Regions from separate parts of the Gossypium hirsutum genome. Here region 1 is linked to region 2. The links are chromatin contacts, called in public Hi-C maps. All regions are on one chromosome and are shown on one strand. Each heading gives the region's core, a stretch centred on a gene start, on an enhancer-like site or on the middle of the called end of the contact. The rest is flanking DNA. Distances are from core to core; before and after follow the strand shown.

Region 1 (6,247 bases), core at 147-2,646, 240 kb after region 2:
TGTTGCGTGTTCATGCTTTCTTTTCTGTCATTTTTGCAGGTGTCAATGGAGTTGGTGGCAGTGGGTGGTGGCAGCGGCGCTGAGGGCAGGTAAGCTAGGGTTTCAGTTTTCTGAAACCCTAGCTTGGCTGGTGATTGGGTCCTGGGCCATTTTAATTTGGGCTTCGGGTAGTTGGGCTCATTTTTGGTTCTGGGCCGGGCAAAAATGGGCTTGTACATTAAGGATATAAGGAAGATAATTATGATGTTTACATTAATCTACCACAAGTGAATTACAATAAGTTAAGAAATCATATGAAAACATGAAATAATTAAAAAGAAAAATGCCAATTTAATGATTCAAAAAAGGAAAACAAAGAATCAATCAACCTTCGGATGACAGGCTCCTGATAACATTGGACAGGGAAGGATTGGTGGTACTATAGCCTCCATCGATGATCATATTGAGTCCACTTACGTACTTAGCATCATCACTTGCCAAATACAAAGCCGCTTGAGCCACATCTTCTGGTTCCAGCACCACCCCTTTCAAGTTCGACCCCATGGCTATCAGTTCCTCCACTTTCTCCTTCTCCATGTTACCGAACGGTCTCGTTACCATCGGAGTCGCCACACCGTGCGGCGAAATACAGTTTACTCTTATCCCATATTGCCCCAACTCCACCCCTAGATTCTTAGCCAACCCCACCAACGCGTGCTTCGATGTCACATACGCATGCCCAACACCGGCACTACCGATCACTGACCATACGCTTGTTGTAAACAGAATGCACCCTTTCTTCGCCGGTATCATCACCCTAGCAGCATGTTTAGAACCCAAATACCCTCCAAAGATATTGATATCAAGAACCCTTTTGAATCTCTCATCGTTTGAAGTAACTATGTTCTTATCGGGACTGGATATACCGGCGTTGTTGAACATTATATCAAGCTTCCCATGCTTCGAAACGGCGAAATCAACGGCGTTTCCGACATCAGAGTCTAATGTAACATCGCAATGAACATATGAGATGTTTTCTTCTCCAAGTTCTTGAGAAATAGCTTGTCCTAAATCATCTTGAATGTCTGCAATGACAACCTTAGCACCATGTTGAACAAATAACCTTGCTGTAGCCTCACCTATGCCACCGGCACCTCCAGTTATCAATGCAACCTTCCCTTCAAGCCTGTAATGGAAATAAAGGGTTAATTGATGAAAAATGTATATATACATATGAACAAATCTGGGTTTTTTTGGTTACCTTTTTTGGGTTGAAACAGCCGAAGAACTGGTACTCATTTTTGCTAAATGAAGAGTTTATTAAGTGCTTGCTAATGAAGCTTAAATTCCACTCTGGTTTTTATTGAAGATAGATATAATAAACAAAGGCAAGTTGGATTACTATAAAAGTTGATTTATTCAACGCTTATCCACTTCCTCGCATGTGATATTGTCAACAAGGCTACGCAGCCTTTGAATAATCTTATTCTTTTGTCGGAGATGTTTGAATAATCTATATTATGTAAAAGTGGGTCAATTGCATTGCGTGTTGTTGTTTTGACACGATGATTGTGCCGAAGGTTTAGGTAACAGTTTAATCAGTGTTTTGTTTTTCTTTGCCGTGATAATCATTGATTGTTTATCCAACGAGCCTTTGACCTGAACATGTTGAATGCTAAAAAGGTTATCTCCATCAGACACTCTCTTTTCTTTTCGCCCATTCTTTATCCATTATCAAAATATTTTGGTCCACATTCAAAGAAAGACCCATTAGAGAAATTTATAGGCTTTAAAACCCTAAGGCTCGTTTTAAGCCCACTAGAGACAAATATTCATTTCCTTTCTTTTTTGGGAAGTTAACAATTTTGGAATGCTTATCATTTTCAATCCCTCTTTGCTTTGTAGGTTTCTCCTTATTATAAGCAACTTCTTCCATTTCAATCCCTCATTAATTCTCGTTGAGAACATTAAAACGAGATCCTCCACCATTATCGTGTTGAATATTGTTCACCTTTTCCCCCATTCTTCGCCCTTTCCGTCATTGTCAGCGTTTAACTAGCATCCAAAGCCCATAGTTCTGATCTTCCACCCTCCGCTGGAGATCGTGAATCTCCAAAATCAATGAACTATGAGCAATATCGTTCATTGGCGGTGAGGGTCGATTCTTTGGAAACGAATCAAAGCTATGCCCATAAAGACCACATCGAAAGCAAACATTGGGGTAGAGATTTATACTCAATTCATTACACTCGCCCATCAATTCTAACTTTTGATAACGGAGGTTTCCTAAGATCAACACAAATAGTCATTCGAGCAAATCGTCCCCTTTTAGCACTATATGTATTTTCATCAATCTTTAACACTGGTCCAATTGCTTGACCAATAGCTCTCAAGATATAGTTTGAATAATAGCCTTCTGGTAGTCCAGGTAGCCTTACCCAAACAACTTGAGTGTCAACCTCATTCTGGGAAGTCGAGAATGTAGGTGACCATGGACGAACAATCAAGTACTGTCCAAAAATCACCCATGGGCCATTGGTCAAAACATTATTATGATCCTCTTCATCATTAAAACTAGCAAGATAATAATCGTTTTCCAAATCCATAAGTTGAAAAAGATGTTCGGAATTCCATAACATTGTGACCTCGTTCAACAAAGCATTGAAAGCAATCTTTCGTCCTAAAAGATTGACAATGATTGTCCTTGTCATTTTCCTTTCAATATATTTATGAACCTTTTTAAAGAATGTAATCGATCAACCATCTTCGTCGTCACATCACCCTTTTGGAGCTCAAAATCCTCCACCTTCTGAGATGAATCAGAGGTGGTAGAAAATCCTACCCGGGTGTTTTTGTAGGACACCTTGGCCATAATAGCCTCCAGTAACTTCTTCCCATTCTCATCCACCGTTGGATCATCAATATCTGGTAGCAAGTTAGGTTGCCATCTTACTTTCTTTGTAGCGCGACCGATGCCGGCATTCGAACCAACAAGAGTGACACCAATCACAAAATTCGTCACAAGCAACATTTCACTCATCTTGAGTTGATAGTATTATCAATGGAATATTATTAAAATAAAACCATCTTGACCGTGTGAAACGAACATTCGTGAAATATATATTCTTTCAGTATTATATAAATATTGTAATAATGATTTTGTCTTTTATTATATAATACTTAAATTCCTAAAATAATTGACATGTTTTAATCATACTTATTATTTTGAGAAAGGTTACTTTGAATGAAGCAAAAATATATTATTTAATAAATTAAAATATATACTTATATTGCAACGATTTTGACTAATAAAAAATATCAAACTTTCAACTTTTCAATATTTCAAGTGTTCAACAACAAACATCATGCATGATGCACATAGGGTCAAAGAAAAAAAATGTGGCAGCAACAAAGAGAATACTGACGTTGAAAAGTACAAAGGAAAAAGATATTCAAATGTATATATATATATGTGTTTGTGTGTGATTCAAAGGAGAGGCCTGCTGCTTTAACCACACAAAAAAAAAAAAGAGAAGCCTGCCAAAGGGGCCTCGTATGAAAAGCGAAAACCCCCTCCTCCAGAAAACCCATGAGTCACTAATGACCCAAAATCAGAGCATTCCACAGCATGATTTCATTCATGATTTCATAAACCCACCACTTTACACCCCTAAAACCCTATGAAAGTGGAAAGGGTTCTGAACTTGATATCTTTCTCTAGGGCCTGAGCTTTTTTTTTAAGTTAGGACCCCGAACTTCATAATAATTTTCACATTTAGGCCTAAACTCTAAGGCTTTCAAAAATTAACGTGGACAAAAAAAATTCAAACCCCAATAAAAAAATAATTGTCAATTTCAAAGGTTAACTTGGATAAAAAAAAATCAGACTCCAATTTAGAAGTAATTATCAAATTCAAGCCCCAATATAAAAAAATTACCAAGCTCAAGACTCAAAAAAATGATTTAACGCAACTGAAAAAATAATTAAAGAGGAATCCCAACATTTAGCCTATTGCCCATAGGTGTTCATCTCATATATCACAGGTCTAGTTGCGAGTTTAAGTCGCAAAGATCTGTGAGTAATGATTTGCTGTAGGTGTACGAGTTCTACCAAAGAGAGAAAGTATAGGCCTATGGAAGTTACAAGTTAACGACTTAGAATAAGTTTTCCTATTCAAAATCTATATACCTAGAACCTTTATTGATTCTGTAGTTCTACTTTGCAAAACCACATCTAGTATTTGTTGTCAGCATCACTCAAGAGAGAAATGAATTAATACTTGAAACTAGATGGAACATACAAAATTGACCCTTAGTCTCAAGTGAAATTTTCTATAATTTGCAGTCATTTTCCAGTCCTAAGAAGGCTTGAGAGGTGTAACAATGCTAAATGCTTCACCCTCGTTCAATTCCTTTGAACCATGGGAATATTGGTCAAGTTCTTCAAACTCAATCCAACAATTAAACCTTTGGGAACCAAAATTGCCCTTAGGGTGTGTCAATTTGCATGACAATTTGTAGTTTAGGAACAGAGGGGGCATAGCCAACAACAAATTCACTTAATGAATTAAATCCAACTGCAACCAGGTACTTTTCTTAGGCCCCGCTCCTTCATTTTATTCCTCAAACGAGAAACATTCACCCATTGCTCTGCAGCCGCGTATATGTCGGACAACAGCACATAATTAGCAGCATTCAGTGGCTCCAGCTCATGCAGCCTAGCAGCAGTCAACTCCCCTAACTCAACATCACAATGCAATTTACAGGCCCCAAGGAGAGCACCCCAAGCACCAGCATGAGGTTCCACAGGCATAGATTTTATAAGATCGTAGGCTGCTTTTAGCCGTCCTGTTCGACTTAAAAGATCAACCATGCAAGCATAATGATCCGGTGTAGGAACCATGGAGTATTCGTTTTTCATGATTTCAAAATAATGCCAACCTTCCTCAACAAGGCCAGCACCGCTACAAGCATTCAGAATAATAGTGAAGGCTACTTCATCTGGAACCAGCCCTTCACTTATCATCCTGTTAAAAAGCTCAATAGCTTGAGCCTCTTCGCCATGGATAGCCAATCCTTGTATCATTGAGCAATATGAAACCAAATCCCGTTTTGGCATCTCCTCAAACAACTTAGCTGCTCTAGCCATGTTTCCACACTTTGCATTCATATCAATAAGAGCTGCCAAAACGTGTGCTTGGCTAACATCAATATCACTTCGGCTTAGAAAACCATCAACCCACATAGCCAATTCCAAACTACCCACCTGAGAACAAGCAGACATCAAGCTAACCAGAATATATTTATCCGGTTTAACATCCATTTCTGACATTCTAATAAACATCTTGACAGCCTCATTAGGTTGACCATTTTGTTCATATCCCGAAATCATTGCTGACCACGCAAAGATATCTCTCTCCGGAGCCTGCTCAAACAAAAACATTGCTGATGCCATATCGCCAGCCTTTGCATATCCATCAATCATCATCGTATAAGAAATCACATTTCTTTCAGGCATCTCATCAAACACTTTCCGAGCAGTCACTAAATCCCCTGTTTTGACCCACCACCCCATCAAAGCATTCCATGTAGCCACATTCCTCTCGGGCATCAAATCAAACACTCTCTTAGCTTCCACAATATCACCAACATTAATATGCCCAACAACCAAAGCCGTCCAAGACACGACATTTCGCTCAGACATTTCATCAAACACTTTCTTCGCATTCAATATTTCCTTAATTTTCGCATAAAAACCAACCAAACTTGTCCCAACAAAAATATCTTTTTCGCATCCACTTTTTAAAGCTAACCCATGAAGCATTTTCCCTTCCCATGCCTTAACCTCACTCGAACAAGCTTTGATCACCAAAGGGTAGGTGTACTTATCAGGAAGCCCACCTTCACTCTTCATACGGATAAAAAGCGACAAAGTTTGAAAAAAAGAGGAATTTTTAGAGTACCCATTGAGAAGACAGTTCCAAAGGAAAGTGCTGGGCTGGAGAAAGCTATTGAAAATGGAAGTGGAGAGAGAAAGGGAAGTGGAAAGGGAAATACAAAGGCTGATGAGATATTGATCTTGGTGCAGGCCCTTCTTAATTATGTGGGCGTGGATTTGGTGAAGCTGGTTTTGGGATTTGCAAGACCTGAGAAGGGTTGGGAGAGAAGGGAGAGTATGGGGGAAGTGATGGAGAGAAATTGGCATGGGAGGGAACAGGGTTTACTCATTAGCGTGTGGCAAAGCTTTCTTTCCCTTTCCTCGAATTCG
Region 2 (6,064 bases), core at 534-3,033:
GACTTAAGTTTATAGAATCAGATCTACCTAGGGCCTTTTGGATATTAGATAACCTTTGCATCAAATACCTCTTACGGACCCATAATACCATAGATAGATTTATTTCAAATTTCAATATTCTCAAAAAAATTATTTAGGGAGTCAACGATGTTACCTTTCATGCACCACTTCTCTTTAACAAACTCCGAAAAATTAGAGTGTTCAACCCATCCAGCAAGAAATTTGAAAGGACGACCTTTGGGCAATGTAACTCTTGGACTGAGAGATAAAAGTAGAGGTCTGTGATTTGACTTGATTATTGGGAGATGAGTGACTGATCAATGCGGGAAATTCTCACCCACTTGTCATTCCCAATAGCTCTATCAAGTCTCTTAGATAACCCACCCTGATACCAAGTGAATAGGGGCACCCTGAAACTTAAATCTTGTAAATTAGACACTTCAAGAAAATCATTAAAAATAGGGCAACCTTTCCCAAATCAGCGTCTTTCTTTTTTCTCACTAGAATAAAGTAAAGTATTAAAATCACCAATAGTGATCCAATGAGTATTATCTGTCGGGATAACAGCTAGAAGGTCCTCCTAAACTTTCCTTCTTTTCTATCTATCGAGACTCCCATACACAAAGGCAATATGAATAGGTATAACAATACCACTACTAAGAACTCGAACACAAATAAATTGAGGATTATTACATAGAACCTTAATGGAAAGTGGTTCTTTCCAACCTATTTAGATGTCTCCAGAAAATCCAATAGCCTGCACCCTATGAGAAAACTGAAAACCCAAGCTAGAAATAATCTTGTTAGCTTTAAGACCACTTACTACTGTTTCCAACAAACTAACAATGTCAGGTTTGTGTTCTCTGCTATATTCACGAAAACTGCAAAGAAATTTTGCACTGACACACCCTTGACATTTCCATGAAAAAACCGTCAAATTCATAAATATATATAAAAATTAAAAAAAGACGAACTTACTAATTTGAGCCCAAATGCTCAATTTTCTGCACTTCTTCTGAGACTTCTGAACCTTTAATATTTTCCTTTCCAATGTGATCATTAAATAAGCCAACCAAAGAATTCATAGAATCTGACAGCTGAACTCGAGCATTCCCAACAGATTTAAAACTATTTCCATGACTACGGATAGTCTTCTTCAATTTTTTTCCGCTATAATTTCTTCCATCAAATTCAAAACAATCCGCGACTTTTGTAATTAAACCTTGCTTTCGTCTCATTTCCCAGATTTTTTTATTGGTTATATTTCTATTTTTAAAATGATTGCAGTGTGTTTTCCTATATCTAGAACCTTACCATCTAATTGAACCATAATCTCTTCTGACTTTTCAAAAGTGGGATTAAAGTGTAAAGTAGTCAATTCAGAATTATTTAATGGATTAGCATACTTCATCGAAATAAATCAAGACGGATCTCTTCGATTGTTAAGCCCCAAAATGGTCTCATTCAAATTAGTTTCAGCAGACTGCTCACGCGTCTCTAAAAGAATTTTATCACACTTGTTAAAATGACCTTTATTTGAACTAGACCCAATCGAAAGTGGGTTAGATGACTCTTTTCTTGGACCACCCTTTTTAAACTTCTCAAAAACTAATTCCTTAGCAACTTGCCCCATAGACCGCAAGCCCAAATCGTCACCATCTTTTAAATTCAACCTAGTTGTCTTAATTTTCTTAGTTTGAATTTTTGGATCCACTAAAGAATCCTTATGGCTTGTATTAATAACATTAAAATTCGAGCTTTCCTCCATTAAAACATGACCCACAGATCCATTTATAAGCCCAGATGCCTCACCAGCCCTATTTTTATTAACAAAAGGAATAGTCCATTCTTTGGTATAGTCCACCGGCAAAATCGTCTCACCTACCTTTTTTCGTCCAATAAACGTGACACTATTCCCTCATTATTATTAGTTTCCTTAGCAAAACCCCTCGAAATCCTATCTTCCCTTAAGACCAGATTTTCCTTCCTATTCAAGACCAAAAATCTCGACCCCAATCTAGTATTTTCTTGATTTTCTCCCCTTTGGTTTCGCAAATCCCTCTAGCCCTTCCGAGATTTCTATTTCACCACCATCCATAGTTTGAACGTCTGTCCCTTGTCCCTAATCATCGAATCCACCACATCCGTTTTTCTATTGACTTCCTCAGTCACAGTGCTTTTTTCTACTACCGATAAAGTACATTAATCCTTAAAATGACCATATTTCTTACAAGAAAAATAAATAGTCGGTAAGGCTTCATACTCGACCCTTTGTATCTCTTTGTTCACCATAACTAGAAAGAAGAGGTTTATCGAGATCAACGAACACAACCATTTTAGCAAAACAACCTCTTGTTTTGCTATCAGTATTAAGGTCAAACTTGACCACCTTGCCCACCAAGCCTCCAACTTCTTCCGAAATTCTCCTTATATACATGAATCACAGTAGACCCAATAACCTAATCCACGCCAAAACCATACTTGGGTAAGATTTCATGGGACTGAAGTACTTTGTCCATGGCTAAACAATGAGATATTGTCCATATATAATCCAAGGCCCTTGCGAAAGAGCTTTGTTATAATCCTCTATGCATTGAAGTTTAGCCAAAAAATAGTCATTCTCTATATCCATTAGATGGAACGGTTTCGTTGGACGCCATAGACTACTGATTCTATTGAATAAGGTTGCGAAATCAATATTCTGACCCAGTAATTTCAGCACTATCGTAGTCTCCATATCCTTGAATATGATTTGTTGAATACGTTCCGAAAATTCAATAGTCGGGATATCGTTAACCATAGACTTTTTAATGTCACCTTCCAGAAATTCAAGATCTCCATCACAATTCTTACCAAGAGATTTAAGATTTTCATCTTGATTCTGTTCCCCTTTTCCGATAAACATCTACTTCCAAGAGACCTTTGTTGGCGAATCCGAGCCCTTTGATGGTGAGTCCAAATCCTCTAGCATTTCAACATCCTCAACCCCACTATATTTTTTAAACCTAAATTTTATCGTTTCTCGATCATCGGCCGAACGAGATTCAGAGGCACTTACAACTTCCAGAGAAGACATTCATATAAATTAACATAAAATATGTTTAGTATTGCTTTTAAGAAGCTCAAATATTCAATATATTTTTATAATTATATTTTAAAAATTGAAAAAACTTTATTTAAATTAGAGTTGGGCTAGCTCGTGGACAATAACTCTTTGACCAAGTCAGCCTGGTCATAGACAACTCTAGAAATACGATCTCTCCAAAGTCTGAGCTATTCATTCAGTACCTTTCAAAATCGAAATTGAACAAATTTTTTAAAATAATTTAATTAGAAAATTATATTGAAATTCGATTTAATTATGACTAAACAAATAGCTCAAATTTACCTTATTACTATAAAAGAAGTAAACAACTTCTTTTTTTTGTACTTTTTGAAATTAGTTATATTTTTATAAAATTTTGAATTATTAAATGAATTTTTAAAAATATTATACTTTTAAAGGACTTTGTTATTGAAAATATAAAAATTTTTAAATTTTTTTTATGCACCTTTAAAAAGTAAAAAAAAAACAAATTAACAATAATAGTAAACATTGAGGGTTAAAAATTTATTTGATTTTTTATAATTGTAATATGAGACAAAAATATAAAAATGTTTAAATAAAAAAAATTACAAAAATACAATATCTCAAAATAAAAATTTAAAATATAGTAGCTAAAATTTAAAACTTACAAATACCTTGCAAATATTAAAGTTAAAAAAAAAAAACTTGTTTGAAGGAAATTAAATAAATAAATAAAGGGAACCATTATAGATTTTGTTGGTGACAGTGGAGGGTTGAGTTTGTTAATCAACAAATGGTCCCAAATGATCATAAAACCAAAACAAAGGTGTTCAATGTTTTCTACAAACATACTTGTTTTTTTCCATATTTATGGGGTTAAGATTTTGACATGTATTCTTAAATTATATTTAAAATATTAAAAAGTAAATAATTAGTTTTTTTTTACTCTATGCATCTTTTTTACCGCGTGTGATGCATGAGTTTGTTCAGAAGGTTTGAATTTGAAGTTAAAACAAGAAATTGGTTGCTTAATTGTCTTTTGCTTCCATGAATAGGAATAATATGAAATTTTGTGTTCCAGAAGGGATAATCCTCCTAAGGAATAAATTCCTTTTACTATTAACCAAACAAACACTTTAGCTAAATATGGATATTTTAAATTTCTGAAGAACTTTGGTTCATCCAATTAATAGTAATAATGGTGTATTAACAAAGGGCTTTTATGAGGGTCACCAAAGGTCAATAAAATACAAATCCAACTTCTTCGTTCTTTTGCTTTCTATTTTAAGCCACCTTTTCATTATATTTTCCAACTATTCCAATGTGACTTTGTTGTTGGTTGACAAATTAAAAATATGTTGAATTTTAGTATTCAATTTATTAGAAAATTATTTAGTATATTAAATATAATTATATTATTTCGTAGAATAAATCTTAATTTTTGAAAATTATTTATTTTTTTAAATAAATAGATAGTTTTGGAGAAAAGTTAAGCTTATATTTGAATAAATATAATTAAAAGAAAAGAAGTGAAGGAAAGCGAGGAATTCTTAAATGAATATAATAATGTGAATATCTCATTTAAAAAAAATATAATTTATTTTAAATATACATATAATAACGTACTTATATTATTCAATATATTTTTTTGCTGAATTATCAGATACATTTAATACCTATCGAAATAAAAGAAGCAATTTAATTTATAGTATTCGAAATTGAACACATAAAATCAATTTAAGCAACTATAATTTTCGTAAATAAACAATAATGCGGTGAAAAGAGAAAACAAACAGGATAAATGTAGCTATGAAAAATATGGCCATGTGTTAGTAGACCATTGGTTGAATTATAAAATATATAATGTTCATAAAATTATAAGATATTTTAAAAACTCAATAAGTATTTGTAATTAGTTCCAAATTTTAAAAATTCTAAATATAATTTTTAGAGCAATATCTAATTTTTTAAGTAAGACGTTGTATTTATCTTTTGCTTTTTCCACCACATCAGTGTTTACAAATCTAAATATTAGATGTAATATTTAATCGATCTTATCTGATATTTTTTAATAATATAAAGATTAATTTATTCCGTTTTGAAAGGGATCAAATTACTATTAGCCTAATAATTTATTCGCGAAAATAGGTAAAGCCATCATTAATTGCCCTTGTTTTCTTAAGTTATAATAGTACATGGATTAAACTACTTCGAGGGATTTAATTGTTTCTAACCTTATAGCATAAGGATCTCTCAAAATAAATTGATATTTTAATTCCTATTGTTGATGCACGGTATCTACAAGGGAGAAGAGGACTGGTGCGAGGAGGATCAGTTCATCCACGTTGGGGCCAAGACTTGAAAAGGTTAGAGAGTGTTGAGGTGAATGGAGAGGAGAGGGTGTTAGAATTGTAAAATAAATCTAAAATAAAACTTAATAAACCAGGATCTATCATGTCAAATCATCAAGAATAAATCAAGAACAAAATTAGATGCGGAAGCATACCTAAATCTATAAATTCCTTGAAATCTACGGATCTTGGGGATTTGATCTTTTAAACTAGCACACAAGAAATTCAAAGAATATTTGCTCTCTCTTTTCTAAGGATAAGATATTAGAAAAGATACCTTGTTGTGTAATTTGGGGACCATAACCCTAATATTTATAACCTTCGCATATTAGTTCTAATTCTTAATTAACCCGTCATTAATTAGAATTTGATTAGAACTCAATTACTAGAGTATCTACACATATTTGACCCATACTTTATTTAATAATTAAAGCCCAATAAAATTCTAACCAAATTAGATCACTTTTAATTTGGGCTAACCTATCATGATAGTAAATAATAACATGTAATTACCCTTATTATATATGTGATGTCCATATTTTCTAACAATCTCCCACTTGGACCACATATATATACTACTTGCTCTATAATTACATGCATTATATAACCTTATGATCTCAAAATTTTACCATCATATCCAAAAGGT

What was found. Hi-C and Micro-C count contacts between places; a contact is called where the count stands out from the background.
Region 1: a Hi-C map of leaf shows a contact between it and region 2, with 3 times the contacts expected there. The contact joins the promoter of LOC107928141 here to the enhancer-like site in region 2. A contact is called at or near these places in 14 of 34 Hi-C or Micro-C datasets (anther, callus, hypocotyl and 2 more).

The regions. Positions count from the first base shown.
Region 1 is chrD01:62,226,500-62,232,746 of Gossypium_hirsutum_v2.1, forward strand. It overlaps LOC107928141 (secoisolariciresinol dehydrogenase), which reads right to left and starts at 1,397. Exons shown (of 2, transcript XM_016859327.2): 1 at 1,241-1,397; 2 at 1-1,165. The coding sequence starts at 1,278. The coding sequence ends at 364. It overlaps LOC107928140 (putative pentatricopeptide repeat-containing protein At5g37570), which reads right to left. Exons shown (of 1, transcript XM_016859326.2): 1 at 4,245-6,247. The coding sequence starts at 6,184. The coding sequence ends at 4,547.
Region 2 is chrD01:61,987,663-61,993,726 of Gossypium_hirsutum_v2.1, forward strand. No RefSeq gene overlaps it. Among protein-coding and RNA genes, the nearest start is that of LOC107928142, 10 kb to the left of the region's middle. Within about 2 kb of position 1,784, at least 8 of the 9 cell types and tissues checked have an H3K27ac peak or open chromatin away from gene starts, as enhancers often do. A contact at or near this core is called in hypocotyl and leaf, where this site is marked.